Linked DNA regions of Sus scrofa: region 1 is linked to region 2. A link is a contact called in public Hi-C data. All regions are on one chromosome and are shown on one strand. Each heading gives the region's core, a stretch centred on a gene start, on an enhancer-like site or on the middle of the called end of the contact. The rest is flanking DNA. Distances are from core to core; before and after follow the strand shown.

Region 1 (6,751 bases), core at 1,062-3,561, 44 kb before region 2:
AGGAGCCAGGTGCCTCTCCTGCAAAGGCTCTTGGGTTGGATGTGAGGGGGGCAGAGATGGGAGACCCAGAGCTCAGGTGGCCTGATTAAGTGGCTCAGTTGATTTTACAGCAGCTGCTGCTACAGCCCACATGGACTGGCCCCTCTGCAGACGAGCTGGGGGCCCAGGCCTGGGCAAGACAAGAGGGACAGAGGTAGAAGCCAGGCCTTGCCTTCAGGGACCTTCAGAACAGCTCGTGACATGGACAGGCGCAGACCGGTGTGGTCTGGGCCAAAGGCAGGGCTGGACCAGCATGGGGGACACCATGAAGGCTGGAGATTTCTCAGATGGCAGGAGAATGGCACCTGCTGCCTTGGGAATCTTCGGTTTCCTAATTCTGCACACAGTAGGTTGTGCCCATATCAGAGGCAGGGTAAACTGAGTCACCATGAAGTTCTGGGATCTGTCCAGTGAGCAAGGTGGATTAGAACCCAGGCATTACAAATCCTGGCCCCATGTGATACCACGTCTACACCGGGCTCCGATGTCTTGCTTCGTGGACACATTTCTCAAGGCCTGCCCCCTTCTAGAATCCTCCCCATGGGCTTTCCAGTTGGGAGAAGGAGGCTGGTGGGAGGGAACCTTGCCTGGGATCCATGCCCTCACCCTGACCTGAGCCTTTGATCCAAGATCTCCCACCTTCCAGACAGGTGCCACACTCCGATGGCTCAAAGAACAGCAGCTGGGAGTTCCCTGTGCAGCCCCTTCCCACCCCACCCTGGCTCCCTCTGAAGACTGGAGGGCCAGCCAGCGTCCAGCGCATGCTCACTGTGTGCCGGGCCCATGCTGGGCACAGTGAGATGCCTGAGGTGGAGGTCCTGCCCTCCAAAGTGCCAGTCTGCCCACCCACACACAGCAGATCCTCAAAGTAATTCTCAGACTGAACTGAAACTCCAAGGCAGAGTGCACAGAGGGTATGCCAGGACTCTCCCCAGGCCCTTCCCTCTCCCCCCAGGGATGCAGGGGTTCAGAGGAAAGAGCGCCTGCTGTTTCCCAAAGGCTCTCGTCTTGTATTAACTAGCAGTTAGAGGAGTTCCCACTGTGGCTTGGAGGGTTACGCACCCACCTAGTATCCATGAGGACGGGTGTTCCGTCCCTGGCCTCGCTCAGTGAGTTAAGGATCGGGGGTCACTGCAAGCTGTGGTGTAGGTCATGGATGCAGCTCAGATCCCTCATTGCTGTGGCCGTGGTGTAGGCCGGCAGCTACAGCTCTGATTCTATTTGACCCCTAGCCTGGGAACTTCCAGATGCCATGGGTGTGGCCCTAAAAAGACAAAAAAAAAAAAAAAAAAAAAAAAAACCCAAACAACAACAACAACAACAAAAACCCAAACCAAAAAGACTAGCAGTTATGGAGCCTCTACTGACTGCAGGTCCAACTCGGTTTGGCGTGGAGGCCCAAAGAGATAACGACCATTGACTCAGGTGGGGGTGGGGGGCTGAGCAGCACCCAGCATTGCCTTACAGAAGTTGGGGCAGGGACTGAGGAAGTCTGCCCGAAGGGACTTCACAGATGGCAGGAACTAGCCACTGGGGCTGGGAGAGCGCGGGTGTCTGGGGACTGCTTTGGGAGGGTTTGCTGTGGCGGTGAACGTGCCACGGGAGCAGAAGCATGGATACTGGAGGAGCAGGCAGGGGTGTCCTGTCCCCTCTTCCAGGTGGGCAAGGTCAGGACAGCCGACCTAGCTGGCCTCTAGAGACCTCGGCCCAGACTTCTAGGGACTGGTCCAAGGGCACGCTGCAGCAAGGTGGCCCCAGGAAGCCAAAGCCTCCAGCCAATCTTCCAGTAGGGGAGCAGGGGTGACCTTTGGCTCAGGATGACCAGGAGGTCCTTTGAGAAGGGAGTCCAGGGGAGCCTCGTGTGGGAGGCCCAGAGGGATCCGTCCTTGGCCTCGGCCTCCTAAGCATGGAGGCCTGTTTCCCCTTCAGGAGGATGCCAGAGTTATTAACCCAGGGCCGGCAGGCCGACGGGTGGGGCAGGAACCCAGGAAGCCGGGCAGGCGCGGCTGGAAGGGAGCTTACCTGCTTCCCGCCACGGGGGCTGGCGGGGCGGCGCGGGGACAGGGGGCGGCGCCCACGACCTGCGGACCGCCGAGCGGCCGGCGGACCCACGCTCGCCCGGATTGGCTGGGGGCCCTTGGGGGCCCGGAAGACGCGAAAGAGCCAGAAAACAAACTTGGAGAGAGGAGTGACCTGTGGGCCGGGGGCGGAGCCGCCAGCGGGGGAGGAGAGAGCGAGCGGCAGCCCGAGCGCGGCGGGCCCAGGAAGCGCAGAGCGCCGCCCACCCATCCGGGGCGAGAGAGGCGCCGCGGGCAGAGGCAGGCTGGGCCGGGGGGCTGCCGGGCCCTCGACCCCCAGCGTGACCCCGCGGCCCCCAGCCCGCCCGCAAGATGATGAAGAGGCAGCTGCATCGCATGCGGCAGCTGGCCCAGACGGGCAGCTTGGGACGGTGAGTGTCCGCCCCCTGCCTTCCAGCCCCGTCCTCACCCCCCCACCCCGCAGGACCCTAGGGGAGGCGGGTGGGGGGTGAGGATGGGGGGTGAGGGTGGGGGTGAGGTAAGGACAGCTGGACGACCACTTCTGACTGGCCACCTCTCTGAGCCCTCTGGATGTCACCCGCACCTCCCGGCCGGAGCAGGAGGGGCAGGCGCTGGCCTTTGACGGAAGGGCCCCCCCCCCACCCCCTTGGAGGGTGGGGGAGGATAAAGATGCTGGGTCTTCTCTGTCTCCCTGAAAGCCTGAGTGGAGGGACCCCCTGGCCTCACTTGTCCCCTCTGTACAATGGGGACTGTTAACCGTCTCTGGTGGTCTGGGGAGAGGGGTGATCAGGGCCCCAGACCCCCGGGGGGAGGGGGGGAGCAGCGGAAGAGACAGGGTCCTGGCAACGGTGGGAGGAGGGGCCTGCCCCCGTCCTGCCCCGGGCCTCTTCCCGCCTCCCCCTCACCCAGAGGCCTCCGGCTTGGGTCTTGCTTCTGCTTTTCCCAGCATCAGGTGGAAACGTCCCAAGTCCCTCTGTTCCCACCACAGCCCCTGGTGGCATGGAGGGGCCGGAAATTTGGGGAGCCCCCGGAGCCTCCTCTTCCCCCTGTGCTGGGAGTTTCTCATTTTCTGGGCCCAGGGGAGGGGTCTGGTGTCCACAGACCTACTCTGGTCTCGTGCTGACACAGACACCTGTGTGAGCCTGGGCAGTGAGGCCACCTTGCGCAGAGCCTCAGTGTCCCCACAGTGTCCTCACAGTGTCCCCACATGTCCCCGGGCAGGGGGCCCAGGGCCTGCCCACCCCTGCAGTACAGGGTCCTGGGTGACAGCCCAGGAGCCTGAGCTCACACACTTCCCGTTCTTGGGGCCAGCCCAGGCCACCCCTCCCCTCCCCGGGTCAGCAGACGAGAGAGGCTCCCCGAGAGTCCCCACTTGGGTTTCATCCTCCCCCTCGCTCAGGGCACAGCCCTGGGTGGAGGAGGAAAAAGCCCAGCATCCTCTCCCGCCCCCATGGAATGTGTTCCGACCGGGATGAGGCAGGCGGGCCACCCAGGGCCGCCTGACCAGGGGGGGCACTGGAAGCACCTGGGGTTCGGTTGCCCTGTTTGGGGGGGCAGGAGGAGTCAGGGGGTTCCTAACCTGGGCCAGCTCAGCAGAAGCTGTCTTCCCCCTGCAGCACCCCGGAGACAGCCGAGTTCCTGGGTGAGGACCTGCAGCAGGTACGTGCCCGGGCCGGCAGGCAGCAGGGGGCAGGCAGGCCTGCACAGGATTGTCAGCGGAGGGCGGGGCATGGAGGCCAGTTGGGGGCCCGAGTTGAGTCATTCCCACGCTGCAGGCCATGGGGTCCCCAGGAAGAGAGGAGAGAAATGTAGTTCCTGCCCTGGGGCAGAACGGGGCCGACAACCTCTCAGGATCCATAACCCCAGGACTCCCTCCCAGGTGGAGCAGCGGCTGGAACCGGCCAAGCGAGCAGCCCACAATGTCCACAAACGGCTGCAAGCCTGTCTGCAGGGCCAGAGCGGGGCGGACATGGACAAGCGGGTGGTGAGTGGGGGTCCCGGGGAGGAGGGGTCCGGGCAGGGGGGCAGCAAGCCCAGAGCTGGCGTCTCCCCACCAGTCTGAGTCTCTGGCACCAAGGAATGGAGACTGATCTGTCTCAAGCCCCTTAGGCAGCCCACTCAGGAGGTCCTATCTCTTCCCCGGCTCCTTCTTGGCCCCGCCTCCTCTGAGCCAAAGCCACGCCTCTGACAGCACCTGAAATTCTCCATCCAATCAGTACCCAGAGCAGCCCATGAGGGCTTCCTGAAGGAAGCGTCACTTGAGCTGGATTTGGGGTGTTACTCATGGTATCAATCAGCCTCCAGTATTTACGGACTTAAGGGTTGCTAAGATACGCTGATGCGTTGCCTTACTTAATGCTGAAAACAACCCTAGAAGGAGGCTGCTATTATTACCACTGCGTTCAGAGGCGGAAATGGAGACAGAGAGGTTGAGTGACTCAGTCAAGGTAACACAGCTAGTAAGTGGCAGGGCTGAGATCTGAACTCTGGTCTCTCTGACCAACGCAGGTGCTTTGCATGATGTAGGGGCCATGTTTTGTAATCAAGCAACAATTCAGTGTGGCCAGAGCAGTAGGGAGCCAAGGAGGCTTTTGAGCTCCCCAAGAGAAAGAGCCCCCTCTGAGGTTGTGTTCCTGGCTCCTCCCCTCTCCCTCTAACTGTGTGACTTTGGACAAGCCCCATGCCCTCTGTTTTTAGTTTTCCATTCAGTGATGGGACTTGATCATTCCTTCCTACCCGATCCAGTGGCTTCTGGAAGGCGGAAAGGGGACCCCAGACGGGCGGGGGCTCTGTGCACGGTCACAGGGAGATGTCACCTCCACCAGGCCTGGTCATCATCCGGCTTCCACTCTCACCTGCGACTGTGGCCCTCCTGGGTTCCCGCCTCCACTGTCCACGCCCAGGGCCTTGGCTGGGTTCTGCCCCCGAGGGACCTGCCGTGTGCCCCGGCCGGGGGGAGGGCAAGGACACACACTCATGCTCACAGCTGACCCTGCCCTTTCCTGCAGAAAAAGCTTCCCCTCATGGCTCTGTCCACCACAATGGCTGAAAGCTTCAAGGAGCTGGACCCCGATTCCAGCATGGGGTGAGCACGGATAGGGGCCTTGGCCCTCCCTGGAGGTGCCAAGGAGGGGTCTGGGCCAGGAGAGGGTGCAGGTCAGGGCGGGCGGGCAGGCCTGGGAGGGCACTGGGCTCAGTGAAGAGAGAGAGAGAAGGGACAGAAGGTGGCATTCCCATTGTGGCTCGGTGGTAACGAACCCCGTTAGCATCCATGAGGAGGTGCGTTTGATCCCTGACCTCGCTCAGTGGGTTCAGGATCCAGTGTTGCCATGAGCTGTGGTGTAGGTCACAGATGAGGCTCGGATCCAGCATTGCTGTGGCTGTGGTGCAGGCTGGCAGCTGCAGCTCTGATTCGACCCCTGGCCTCGGAACCTCCATATGCCACAGGTGCAGCCCTAAAAAAACAACAACAAAACAAGAAGGGACAGAAGGTGACTGGGAGGGAGACAGCCGCCAGGCTCTCCAGATGGGGGTGAGGGGCGGTGGGAGCCCGGGCCCACGGGGTGCTCTGTCCACAGGAAGGCCTTGGAGATGAGCTGTGCCATCCAGAACCAGCTGGCCCGCATCCTGGCCGAGTTCGAGATGACCCTGGAGAAGGATGTCCTGCAGCCGCTCAGCAGGCTGAGTGAGGTGACCTTGCCCCTGCCCCCAGGTCCCTCAGCCTCTAGCTCCCACCTCCACCGCCTGCTGAACCCTCCCTCTGCCCGCCCCCAGGAGGAGCTGCCAGCCATCCTCAAGCACAAGAAAAGCCTTCAGAAGCTGGTGTCTGACTGGAACACACTCAAGAGCAGGTGGGAGCCACAGCCTCCAAGTGGGCTTCATGCCGAGGTCAGCCCCCGGATGTGGCTACAGAGCTTCAAGGCCCTTCCCCCACCCGGAGGACCCCGCAGGGTCCCCTGAGTACAGTGTGTGTCCTTGAGCACGCGCCTGCTCCTTGGGAGCACTTATGGTGACAGCGTATGTGAGGGGGCCCCTGTGCATGTGTGGACAGGAGTGTGTGCCAACTCGGGGTAACCCCAAAGCCTAGAATAGCCTTGAACAATGTCCAAGGTCCCTGGAGGGCAGAGGGGGCCCCCACCCTCCCCCCCAGAGGTGCATGGCCGTGGTCATCAAGCCTGCCACCAAGGGGGGCCCCAGAGACCCTGGGCCCGCTCTGGGATTTGCACCTGTAGATCTCAGATCCTACCTGGTAAGGTCTACCGAGGGGCCCTTGGCTCTGGACATGCAATGGGGACAGTGACCCCCCCGACCTTGGGATCGTCCCCAGGCTCAGTCAGGCAGCTAAGAGCTCAGGCAGCGGTCAGACCCTGGGCGGCGGCCCCGGCAGTTACACCACCACAGCCAACAAGGTGGAGAGCCTGAAGGAGGAGGAGGAGGAGCTGAAGAGGAAGGTGGAGCAGTGCAAGGTGAGAGCCGGTCTTCCTGTGGGGGGGTGGCGGGGGCGGGTGCTGTCCCCATTCCCCAGATGAGGAAACTGAAGCTCAGAGAGGCGACGTGCCTGGCCCCGGGCCACATAGCTAGGAAGCAGCAGAGTTAAGATTTGAATCCAGGCAGTCAGGCTCCAAAGTCTGTGTACTTAGCCATTACCTTGTAGCCTCTTCTGTCTATACCAC
Region 2 (6,489 bases), core at 1,283-3,782:
GTAAATCTTGGTTCCCTTCTCCTCTTTTAAGACTTGGTGGGGGAGTTCCCATCGTGGCGCAGTGGTTAACGAATCCGACTAGGAACCATAAGGTTGCGGGTTCAGTCCCTGCCCTTGCTCAGTGGGTTAACGATCCGGCGTTGCCGAGAGCTGTGGTGTAGGTTGCAGACGTGGCTCGGATCCCACGTTGCTATGGCTCTGGCGTAGGCTGGTGGCTGCAGCTCTGATTCAACCCCTAGCCTGGGAACCTCCATATGCTGCAGGTGTGGCCCTAAAAAAGACAAAAAAAAAAAAAAAAAAAAAAAAGACTTGGTATGTCCCAAGAGCCTATGAATCTAGGTCCAGAGATACTAAGTAAAGCCCTGTCCTTAAACCACTCGGGCTTCACCTTCAGCACTTGCTCTTCTCATCTGTGTGACCTCAGGTAAGTGACTGCACCTCTCTGAGCCTCGTTTCATACCTCAAAGTGAAACAGCTTCTTTTGCCCCTTTCCCGTTGTTGCCTTCTAACCTTAAAAGAACCTAATTATAGGTATGAGATCGCCAAGCAACTGAAACTAACTCCTGATTTATGCTCTCCTGAAGGCACACCATGCCTTGTCTACACTGTCAATTCTTTTCCTAAATAAAAAGAAGAATGAAGAATTGAGCAGTTGAAAAAAATGACTCGCTCTCTATCCCCAACAGCCCCCCTAAGCCATACTGCAGGTAGATCACTCAGGCAAGATAAATCCAAAGAGTCAGCCATCTGCACGCAATGAAGACTGATGCGGAACCCAACCTCCTGCCTTGATAATTCCCTGAGATTCTTCCCTCCCATTTTTCCCTTTAAAAACTGTTACGGCAGAGTTCCCATTGTGGCGCAGAAGAAGTGAATCCGACTAGGATCCATGGGGATGAGGGTTCCATTTCTGGCTTCGCTCAGTGGGTTGGGGATCCGGTGTTGCCGTGAGCTGTGGTGTAGGTCGCAGACGTGGCTCGGATCCTGCGTGACTGTGGCTGTGGCTGTGGCCGGCAGGTGTAGCTCCAATTCAACCCCTAGTCTGGAAACTTCCATATGCCGTGGGTGCGGCCCTAAAAAGAAAAAAAAAAAAAAAAAGAACTGTCACAGCTGAGCAGAATCTTTGGAGCTGGTCACTGGACACAAGTCCACCATCTCCCCAGACTGCCAGCTTTCTGATTTGCCTTTCTACTGACATTTGCCTCTCAAATTATTGGCTTATGAGCAGCGAGCAGCCAAACCTGTGTTCTGTAACAAAAAGAGATAATCGGAGTTCCCGTTGTGGCTCAGAGAGTTAAGAACCCGACATGGTGTCCATGAGGATGTAGACTCAACCCCTGGCCTCACTCAGTGGGTTAAGGATCTGGCATTGCTGCAGGCTTCGGTGTAAGTCGCAGATGAGGCGCAGATCTGGTGTTGTGGCTGTGGTGTAGGCCGGCAGCTCCAATTAGACCCCTTGCCTGGGAATTTCTATATGCCACAGGTGTGGTCATAAAAACAAAAACAAGCCAAAACCCAAAAAGAGACATTCCTGTCGGGGGCATCACTGCAGCCAGGACAATGCTCTGCCTAGGGGGAGGGTGCCAAGGAGGGCATGGGGCATGGCCACTAGGGGGCAGCAGAGGGTCAGTTAATCACCCTGTAGCCCCATCATTCAGGCAGCCTCCTGCTGTGCCCTTGATTTGAAGAAAACTCTCAGCGCCCACAAAAGAATCTGCCAGGTAGTGGACCCTTGTGAAATGGATTCAACATTCATGGAGAGCTGCACCGACAGTGTGCCTATGGCTCCTTTCAAAATTTATCATAGGGCAATGGGGTGTGCTGGCTACTGGGAGAGTGATTCCTCAGGCTAGCGGTCCAGGATGCTGGGCCATGAGGCCAGTGACCCAGGTCAAGTCTCGCTTTACCACAGAACAGCAGTGTAACTCTAGACAAGTCACGTCCCCTCTCTGAGATAACAGTTGCCTTCTTTGTATACCTGGCATACAGTAGGCACTTAATATATGTGTGCTTACCTTCTCTCTGGGCTCCAGTCACTTGTCCAAGAAGAGCAATGGGTCCTAAGAGTGGGTTATCCCCACTCTCGAACTGTTCTGGGGTCACTTCCTCTGGGAATCCCTCCACTGGAGGAGCCACCCCTGAGCTCCTCCAACCTCTGGTGCTTCCCACGTTGTCACTGCAGCGGCTCAGGTCGCTACTTTGGCAAGGAAGGGTTCGATCCCTGGCCCGGGAATTTTCACATGCTAGAGTGCGACCAGGAAAAAAAAAAATCAGCAATCTTTGGCCATTCGCCAATAACTCTGTATTGAACACTCTGAGAGACACAGTGCTAGGCGCTGGGACTTTAGGGCCTCGCTCTCACCGCTGCTAGTCTAAGAGTAGGATGAGTGCTGTAGCAGCCGAGGGGGTAAGGATTTTTGCCTCTAATGCGCGGAAGGGAGGTGCGGGGGAGACAGGCTGGGCGGCCCCTTTAAAAGGCGGGGTCTGGTGAGCGGGGCGGAACTACTGAGCGCGGCTGTGGGGCAAGTCCGGGACGCCGGAAGTGCTACACCCGGAAGTGTCTCAGGTGAGCGGGAGCCGCGCCGCCGAGGCCTTACCGCTATGGGCCGAAACAAGAAGAAGAAGCGAGATGGCGATAGCCGGCGGCCGCGGCTCATTCTGAGCTTCGACGAGGAGAAGCGACGGTGAGTGCTAAGGCTCGACTAGAGCCCGTTGGGGCCGCCGGCCAAGGCCAGGGCCGCCGGCCCACGCTCCCGCGGAGGGCCCTTCCGGTCCCGCCCTCTCTTCAAGGTGTGGAACTCCCTCGCGGAAGGAAGCGGTTGCCCTGGGCCCCCATCCCTGAGGAATGGAATCGCCCGCCCCGCCTCGCCCTCGCTTCTTTTCTCAGCTTCTCTACCAGCCAGCGCTGCCATTTGCGCGGCCGGAGAGCGGGGAGCTGGGTTCTTGGAGCGACAGCTTTGATCTTCCCCACCCAGGCCGGCGGCCCCGCACGCAGTAGACTCAGCTATTTATGAATGATGAGTGAATGAAATGAGTGGCTTACATTCATTTATTTACCAGGCGATTACTAAACTCTTTTGGATTGTGCGCGTCAGGTCTTGGGACCCCTGAGTTGGACCCCTAAGCGTCAGCGTCCAGACTATCAGCGTCCCCACTCAGAGTGCTACATGGGCTTATGGTGGTGGGTCAGCGAAAAACCTAGGGCAGTCAGCTCTAGAGAAATGAGAAGGGGCTGCGATCAGATAGGGGGAGAGAGGGAAATCCTGGGGCATCATCTGGAAACTCAGGATGGCATCAACACGACCTATAGTTGTGCCCAGGAGGAGGGCCCTGGGGAAGTGGGGTCTTGGTCCAATGGAGATTTTATAGAGGTTTGGTTGCGGGTGGCCTTGAAAGCCCTCAAGGGCTTAAGAGGTGGCTTAATTCACTGGGTAGTGGAGTTTACCAGCAAAGAAGGGACCCTTACCTGTTCCAGAGGCCCACACCCTGTACCCACTACCTGGCCCTGTTGCTGGCAGCTGAGAGCTCTGGAGAGGAGAGAGGAGAGAGGCAGCATCTCCCTCTCTTTGCCTAAGCTTACATTCTCTGTGCCTCTGTGTCTCCCATCTGTAAAATGGGATACCTACTACTACACAGGTTGCTGTGAGGATTGGACAAGTTAACACCTGTACATTTTTGGAATGATGCCAGGCACCTAGTGAGTGCGGTATGGGCTCCTCCCCATCCCCCATTCCTGGAGCAAGACTTTCTTTTCTTGTATCCTGACTTGCTTGTGATTTTTCTTTTTTTAAAATGATTTTTATTTTATCCATTAGAGTCGGTTTTCAGTGTTCTGTCTGTTTTCTACTGTATAGCAAAGTGACAGAAAACTGTATATATATACACATTCTTTTTCTCACATTAGCCTCCACCATGCTCCATCACAAGTGACTAGATATAGTTCCTGGTGCTATACAGCAGGATTTCATTGCTTATCCATTCCAAAAGCAATAGTTTGCATCTATTAACCCCAGATTCCTAGTGCATCCCACTCCCTCCCCCTTGGCAACCACAAGGCTGTTCTCCAAGTCCATGAGTTTCTTTTCTGGGGAAAGGTTCATTTGTGCCGTATATTAGATTCCAGATATAAGTGATATCATATGGTATTTGTCTTTCTTTTTCTGACTTACTTCACTTAGTATGAGAGTCTCTGGTTCCATCTATGTTGCTGCAAATGGCATTGTTTTGTTCTTTTTTATGGCTGAGTAGTATTCCGTTGTGCACATATACCACATCTTAATTCATTCATCTGTCGATGGACGTTTAGGTTGTTTCCATGTCTTGGTTATTGTGAGCAGGGCTGCAATGAACATACAGGTGCATGTGTCTTTTTTAAGGAAAGTTTTATCCAGACATTTGTCCAAGAGTAGGATTGCTGGGTCATATGGTAGTTCTAGATTTAATTTTCTGAGTTACCTCCACACTGTTTTCCATAGTGGTTGTACCAGTTTACATTCTCACAAGCAGTGCAGGAGGGTTCCCTTTTCTCCACACCCTCTCCAGCCTTTGTTATTTGTGGACTTATTAATGATGGCCATTCTGACAGGTGTGAGGTGGTACCTCAGAGTAGTTTTGATTTGCATTTTTCTAATAATCAGTGATGCTGAGCATTTTTTCATGTGCTTGTTGGCCACCTGTATATGTGATTTTTCTCTCTTGCCTCTTTCCTGTAGGGAGTATCTGACAGGCTTCCATAAGCGGAAGGTGGAGCGGAAGAAAGCGGCCATTGAGGAGATCAAGCAGCGGCTTAAGGAGGAGCAGAAGAAGCTCCGGGAGGAGGTACAGAGGAGGGCGGGTGGGAGAGTGTCTGACTTCCGGGGCACTTGCAGCCTCCATGGGCAGATGAGGGGCGGCGTGGGCAGGCCCGGGGAGCAGTTTGTGTGGATAGAGTCGCTGTGGGCCCAGCTCTGGGGAAGGTTTCCTGGTCTCTCACATCCAGCCATGGTCTCACTCATCCTGGAGGTGAGCAGTGCCTCTGCCTGAGGCTGGACTGAGAGGCCACACTCCCACTGTTCCCTTCCCTTTGGTTTCAGCGCCACCAGGAATACTTGAAGATGCTGGCAGAGAGAGAGGAAGCTCTGGGTAAGCCCCCCTTGGCCTTACCTGGAGGACACCCAACAGGCTGGGTCTCCTTATCCCTTGGTGGGTGGGAGGGGGTGTGAGGGCTGCACAAAATGTGACGTGCAGGGGTCTTGGTGGTGACTTGGGGGCCAGGGGTGGTCCTCAGATCACCCTAAATGTCAGTGGATCCGAGACCAGGGGCAGACCCATACCTCTTGGTAAACTGATCCTGCACAGAAAGCCCAGTTTCTGAGGTCCAGAGAGACTAGGGGTGGTAGCATCTCCTGGTGTCACACCAGGTTTGTCCTAAGTAGGGACCAGGTGGTCTGAGGTCTCCCTGGAGCATGGAGGGAAGAGTTGGGTCATTTATAGCCATCATCTGCAGGCCGGGCTCTGGAGCTGTTGACTTCCTGGATGCCCTCCTATAGAGTAGAGGAGGGCTGGGGCTGGGGCCGGGGTGTCGGGCTGGGCTGCTTTCTTGTGCCCTGGGACTGAGGCCTGGTCCTGTACCCACCCTGCACAGAGGAGGCAGACGAACTGGACCGGCTAGTGACAGCAAAGACAGAGTCGGTGCAGTATGACCACCCCAACCACACTGTCACCGTGACCACCATCAGCGACCTGGACCTCTCGGGGGCCCGGCTGCTGGGACTAACTCCGCCTGAGGTGGGTCTCCCTTCCAGCCCAGGAAAGAAGGGACGCAGGGGCAGGGTGGCTTGTTGGGGGGGTGTGTGGGTGTCGCTCAGCGCTGGTCCACGTCACAGGGATTCCAGAGCCCTGGGGCTCAGAGGTCACCTCTCCCACTGAGCGGCTGTGAGCTTTTGCCTTGCCCGTGTCCTTTCACCACTAAATCGGGGGTCCCTGATATAGCAGCTGCCTGTGGGATTGCTGTGAGCATGAAGGCGGGCAGTCCACCTGACGCGCCCGAGAGCGGTTGCCTGTGGTCACTCCTGTTGCACAGCACATCTCTGCCCTGAGCTGTGGGTGTGAGTCATTAGCAAGTCCCAACCAGCCTTTCAGAAAAAAGGGAGCAGAATATCATTGAAAATGTCAGTAAGCTGAGTTCACATCGTGGCTCATTGGAAGCAAATCTAACCATGAGGATGCAGGTTCAATCCCTGGCCTCACTCAGTGGGTTAAGAATCCTGCGTGGCTATGGCTGTGGTGTAGGTCGGCAGCTGCAGCTCCAAATGGACCCCTAGCCTGGGAACCTGCATATGCTGTGGGTGTGGCCCTAAAAAGACAAAAAACAAAAAAAGAAAAGAAAAGAAAGAGAATCTCAGAAAGCATCACAGTGAGTGTCGTCTTAGGACACGTTCCTTTCAGTTAAACTCGTGTCTGGGTCACATAGGGCTTCACGCAGGTGTATGTGTACCTGAGCAGGTAAGC

The links. A called contact is a pair of places that touch in the nucleus more often than the background predicts.
Region 1: a Hi-C map of alveolar macrophages shows a contact between it and region 2, with 2.6 times the contacts expected there. The contact joins the promoter of SH3BP1 here to the promoter of NOL12 in region 2. A contact is called at or near these places in 2 of 5 promoter capture datasets (fetal liver and skeletal muscle), 6 of 47 Hi-C or Micro-C datasets (alveolar macrophages, blood, embryonic fibroblasts and 3 more) and 2 of 2 datasets of contacts at active chromatin or transcription factors (alveolar macrophages and skeletal muscle).

What each region holds. Positions count from the first base shown.
Region 1 is chr5:10,183,443-10,190,193 of Sscrofa11.1, reverse strand. SH3BP1 (SH3 domain-binding protein 1) reads left to right here and starts at 2,311. Exons shown (of 19, transcript XM_021091504.1): 1 at 2,311-2,488; 2 at 3,695-3,737; 3 at 3,958-4,062; 4 at 5,087-5,163; 5 at 5,657-5,768; 6 at 5,853-5,929; 7 at 6,406-6,544. The coding sequence starts at 2,430. GGA1 (ADP-ribosylation factor-binding protein GGA1) reads left to right here. Exons shown (of 19, transcript XM_021091505.1): 17 at 1-2,488; 18 at 3,695-3,737; 19 at 3,958-4,062.
Region 2 is chr5:10,140,199-10,146,687 of Sscrofa11.1, reverse strand. It overlaps NOL12 (nucleolar protein 12), which reads left to right and starts at 2,532. Exons shown (of 6, transcript XM_003481552.4): 1 at 2,532-2,684; 2 at 4,713-4,818; 3 at 5,073-5,121; 4 at 5,624-5,766. The coding sequence starts at 2,602.